2 separate regions of the Rattus norvegicus genome follow, and region 1 is linked to region 2. Evidence: chromatin contacts called from public Hi-C data. All regions are on one chromosome and are shown on one strand. Each heading gives the region's core, a stretch centred on a gene start, on an enhancer-like site or on the middle of the called end of the contact. The rest is flanking DNA. Distances are from core to core; before and after follow the strand shown. Region 1 overlaps Lrmda (leucine rich melanocyte differentiation associated). Region 2 overlaps Lrmda (leucine rich melanocyte differentiation associated).

The links. A called contact is a pair of places that touch in the nucleus more often than the background predicts.
Region 1: a Hi-C map of the A7r5 cell line shows a contact between it and region 2, with 4 times the contacts expected there. The contact joins two enhancer-like sites. A contact is called at or near these places in 9 of 12 Hi-C or Micro-C datasets (the A7r5 cell line, Schwann cells, frontal cortex and 5 more).

What each region holds. Positions count from the first base shown.
Region 1 is chr15:1,745,496-1,748,195 of GRCr8, forward strand. Lrmda (leucine rich melanocyte differentiation associated) reads right to left here. Exons shown (of 7, transcript NM_001109441.1): 3 at 1,726-1,852. Among named protein-coding and RNA genes, the nearest start is that of Trnat-agu13, 160 kb to the right of the region's middle. Within about 2 kb of position 1,311, at least 10 of the 93 cell types and tissues checked have an H3K27ac peak or open chromatin away from gene starts, as enhancers often do. A contact at or near this core is called in the A7r5 cell line, where this site is marked.
Region 2 is chr15:1,514,952-1,517,651 of GRCr8, forward strand. The region is part of intron 5 of Lrmda (leucine rich melanocyte differentiation associated); the gene reads right to left. Among named protein-coding and RNA genes, the nearest start is that of Trnat-agu13, 390 kb to the right of the region's middle. Within about 2 kb of position 1,285, at least 7 of the 93 cell types and tissues checked have an H3K27ac peak or open chromatin away from gene starts, as enhancers often do. A contact at or near this core is called in the A7r5 cell line, where this site is marked.

The sequences.
Region 1 (2,700 bases), core at 61-2,560, 230 kb after region 2:
GTCCTAAGGGTAGAGCACATGATAGGATGAATTAATCTATTGATAAAAGCAGGTGAGAACATTTCTCTTCTCCCCTTCATCTTCCTTTCTCATGGTCTGTCCCCAGTGCAAGAACAGGCAAGGGACACATCATCAAAATCCCTGCTGGACCCTGCTCTCAGACTGTCTACCTCCAGACTATGAGCAACAGACACTTGCTGGAGGCTTCCTATTCAACAGTATTCTGTCACAATAGCAAGAACTGTGTGAGACAATGTTTTACAGAATAAAGAAAATACTAATTTACAGCTTGAGGCACCAAGGAGGCTGATAAGTAATTGTGCAGAGAGCATCCTACGTGCTGACATAGCACGCACACTGAACTTAACAGATGAATATGTTTTTACTTTATCACCAGGAGGGAGGCTGCCGCTTCTCTTTCTCTTTCTAACATACTGTGTGGATGGCAAGAAGTGGTTAACATTGATAAGTCAAGGCAATTGGACGTCAAGTCCAAGGCTCTGAAGAAGAGCCAAAACAAAACAAACTCCTCTGGATAACCCATGGCTGACTTGAACCCAGGTTCAAGCCTGTTCATTGTTTGGGGGGGTGTTTACACATAACTTTGGAATTTCTAAGACTAGATAAAGGAACAGCCTATACACATTCTTCATTGGACTTGGTAAGTCCCCCAGCACAGTACATGGCTTCCATGAGTGTTCAGTGAGAAAGTAGTAAAAATGAATATGTTGTTCATCCCACAAATATCTGCAGAATGTGAACTCTACCCAGGCAGGATTGTTCATAGGAAGGATTCAGAAATCCCTGCCTGGTGGAGCTGGCATCCTAGCACCTGGTAACCCAGAGCACTAACAATGGAGATGCTACGTACCCTATGCTCTTAGAGAAGTCTTCTGATTTATTCTCGCTATAGAAACCAGGGCCGTTGGTTCCTAATTCTCATCCCAGACTGAGTAGATACTCACCTACCCAAAGTAGGTCAAAACCCACCATGATTCTCCTAGGCCTGTTATCAGACCCAGAGCTATATACAAGAGGACTGCAGAGCCTGACCTTCATACTTCTTACACCTCAGCTTGCTCTCTCTCTCTCTCTCTCTCTCTCTCTCTCTCTCTCTCTCTCTCTCTCTCTCTCTCTCTCTCTCTCTCTCTCTCTCTCTCTCTCTCTCTCTCTCTCTCTCCCTGCTCCTTCCCTACCTTCCCCTCCCTCTCCCTCCCTTCTTCCTTCTATTTGATATTCAGACCTGCACCTAAAGCCTTCCAGAAGCCTACAAGGACTGTCAACTTAGCGGCATTACCCACAGGTTGCCACCAGAGGTCGCCCTCCCACACAAGCCCAGGCAAACAGAAGCTAGCTTTTCCTCCCAGGCACCCGTGACATTATTTTCTTTCTCTATTTTTATCTATTAAAAGGATTTCCTCGCAGCCATAACTTAGATCTCTACACTAAAATGGAGCAACAGGAAGATATAACGGTGCATTTCATTTATGAATGACCTATAATAAATTACTCTGAAGTGTCCCGAGTGCCAGAAGACAGAACGCTTTGTCTGCCCACCGACTGTATTTCACATACTTTAATTTAGCTGACACATAAAACTCATTTGACATTTTGCAGGTATTTTTGCGGAGAAGGGTTTGGGGTGGCAGAATGGGACCCCCATGGAGCTGGGCGGCAAGTGGGGTACTGTGGGGACCCAGCGTCGTGGGTGCCAGAAAAGGATATTCGGTTCTTGTTGAGGGTTAAGGTGTGCAAGTGGGGTAACCCTGGCAACACGAGGTCGTCTCCGAGCAGATTGTTGTCTAAAATGAGCTCCTCCAGGCTCCTGAATGCACTCAGTCCTTCCAGTGACCTGCAATGACAAAGGCAAGGGGGAAAAAGATCCTGCAGTAAATCAGAGAGGCCATTATGAGCCGAAATAAATATTTTAACCTTCCCTTTCAGAACTGGGAATAGTTTGGGCTTGGTGCCTGTCAGCAGAGTGAATGACAAGAATTAGTAGCAGGGAGCCGGGGTGGGGGTGAGGGGGGGAAGGGGCCCCCGCTGGCGTTCACCGCATCCTTCACGAATTGCCAACATGAAGGATGAGGGTCACTTATTGAGAAGCCAGGATCCAAAACAAAGGGCTTCAGATACGGCCTGCAGGATAAATTTGTCAATGTCTTGTGCCTTCAGGCACCCAGCCTGGGCTGACCCTAACCTCCATTCCCAAGATAAATAACTCTGTCACAGTTCACCTTCATTCCCTGGACACAAATTTAAGCTGTCATCCATCATTCCTGCCTAGAAATCTCATACCCCTCTTACAATAATAAATATAACTTCAAGTATCATTTCTTAGTGGTTCTACTATGTACAGTCATAGGGGAACCGGCCAGGACGCCGGCAGCTTTTCTCTTGCTTACATCCTCCTCCCATCCTTGGACTCCCTCTCCCTCTTATCCTCCCTCTCTGTCTCCCTCTCTCTTTTTTTCTTTCTTTTCTTCTTCTTCTTCTTCTTTTTTTTTTAACTAATCACTCCTAACTAATGCTCCTGCCTAGCATCTCCATGGCTGCCTGCCTGACCTGGAGGAATTACATAAGCACTGCAGGCCGCAAGAAAGCTTTCTCTTCTTTCATTTCTTTTTACTTGGTTTTCATTTTGTGTGGGGACAGAGGGCTGGGAGCATTTCTGCTTCAAATCTCGGGTCTGAAGTGTTG
Region 2 (2,700 bases), core at 35-2,534:
AGGCCTGTGAGGCAGCTGAAACCTGACTTTTCTGCTACCACCATTTTTGTTTCCAGATCATTCTAAATGGGGGCAGAGAAGGCTGAGCTCTTACAGATTCTCCAAGAAGACATCTGCTAGATCTTCCTTATTAAAGATGACAGAGTATAATTGATGGGCCTGATGCCTAGCCAATTCCAACTTTTTCTTTCTTTCTTTCTTTTTTACAGAATACTGTTTAATGTGCGGACATTATTTTTTGGACTACTGAATGCCAGAAAATAATGAGGTGGCATTCAGCTTTGGTGAATAAGACTCTGAATTTTCATCTAAAAGCAGTTCTGAGTTATGGCTGTAGATAAGGTGTAACTGCAAGGGAATTTTATCCATGTTTCTCCCATGAATCATGAATGAGGGAAAAAATTACAGTCTAAATTGCACTTAAAAGGAATAAAGTCTTTTCATGTCATACATGATTTATCAAAATGATCTCATTTTAAGGGGACTGTGGTGTATCTTGATTAATCGCATTAGGACGCGTGATGAATGGCCTCTTTAATGGTAACACAGGATTTATTGGCAGCATCCCGACTGGAACCAGAAGGGTAAGAAGTAAAATATACAATAGATAGCTAATGTAGATAGGGCAACAGTACTGCCCTGACTTGTTTTAACGTTATACCTGGAGCTTCCTTGTCAGGGCATTCTGAAACCTGGCCTAGAAGGGGAAGCACGCCTCACACACAAACTTCAGTTCCAAGGCGAAGCCAGCCTGCCTTCTGAAACATGCTGTATGGCATATACCAATCCCTTTGCCTCTTCATAACCAAGGAGTCTGTGTAAATGGGTTAAACTTCGCACATTCCCAGTGGAGAGTGGGAACACTGCCTTTGGGGAACAGCGCCCCCCCCCAAGCTATCTCCCTATTTTAATATCCTCTTCGCATTTCCCGTTAATATCCTAAATGCCTTTAAAAAAAAAAAAAAAAGCTGGCTCCCACTAATTTCCTCCAAGGCCGACAGATCAGAGACTTGCCTCCAAGTGTTCTTTTAGAGCCCCGGAGACCCCCTCATAATCCTGCTGCTTGTCTGCAATTAATCCTCTGAGCTGCGACATTATTACTACCACCACCCACAGACAGAGGAAGCTCCCGACCCACTGGACTCAGGATCCAGAGGAGGCTTCAAAGGTGCCAATCACACCCGCCTCCCAAAGGTGCCTGCTGTCAGCCCCAGAGGTTCCATCCTCCCCACTGATCAAACATTCTTCCTCAGGAGATGAATTCAGAGTCCCCGCCCACTTCCACCCATATCCTCTTTCGCTTTTGAGTTTACCCAATGATCCATCCTGGCCTCAGAAAGGGAAGCCACAGACAATAGAAGGCCTTTCAAAACAAAAGCTGGGCAGTGGCAAACTTAAATCCCAGCTGTTATCAACTTAAAAAAAAAAAAAGAAAGAACGAAAGGAAAAAGAGAGAGAGAGAGAGGAAAAAAAACATTTAAACACCTTAAGGCAGGGAGGATTAGAGTCTGGCCTGAAAGGCCATTCTTTGATCAAAGACCCCAAGACTTTACACAAACATAATCACAAGGCAAGCGAGGGCTCTCTGAAGGCAGAATTGATTTGTTTGATGGCAGGGCTTGGGCCTGGTAGGGAAGCCCCACGCATGCTTGTCCTCTTCAGTCCCCATGGATCTCCAGGCCCAGTGACTTAAAACCTATGTTTTCGTCTCTATGTCTCAATTGGGACAGAAGGAAGCCACCATTGTGCCTGTGTGTACTTTAGTAGCAAATGGTTGCCATATATGGAAGAAATCTTGGGAGGATAGCAGCAGAGCCTGCCCTGAGGGCTAGGCATCCCTTCTTGCCTGTCAGGACCAGAGGGCCGGGACTGACTCACAGAACTCATTAACATGAAAGATGAAGGGGTCACTGAAAATCAACATTCATAACCAGGAAGATGTCTTTAAAGAAAGGAGGCGAAGTTCTAGGGCTTTGTTTGGGGCTTTGGGACTTTTGGAGAAAGACTGAGTATAGGTTGTTATTGTTGTTGTTGTTTTTATCACAGAAATAGAATTGTTACTCATACTCTTGGTGATTATGACATGATAGGAATCATTTACCACATATCCAGGGAGTGTGACCGACTGTCTTATCCAACACTTCAGGGGAGAAAAGAGTACTATTTTGGTCATGTTCAGTGAAATCCAATTCAAAGTACACCAAGGAAATAAGTTTCAAGTCAAGTTTGGTAACCCATGGTTTGCTTGAGTTACTTACCCATCTCTGAGAGACCACACTGTGCTGAGCAGAGTCAGTCACAGTCACATGCATGCACCTAGCTGAGAGGGTAGTTAGTCCCCTGCCCCAGGTTACAACTGATTAAGGAGGGATGAAGCAGTGGTTCCCTAGAGGTGCCTGTAACTATTATGAATCTAGTATAATACCAAAAAGGCCCGAAGGCCCCTTAAATAGCAGACAGCTTTTGACATAAGGTTTTATGAGAGCATTCCTGCAGCCCAGACATGGCAAGCACCTTATTGTCATCTTTGGACCATAGGGAACTCAGTTTTTCAATAGGCCAGTCTTCAGCTCTCCATATTCAGAAAAAAATGTCCTCAGAAATCTTGCACAACGTTATACTTTCCAGGCCTCTCAATCACAATCAGCCTTAGCATACACGTCTTCTTGAATAAGCTGGGGGAACTCATAGAAGATAAGA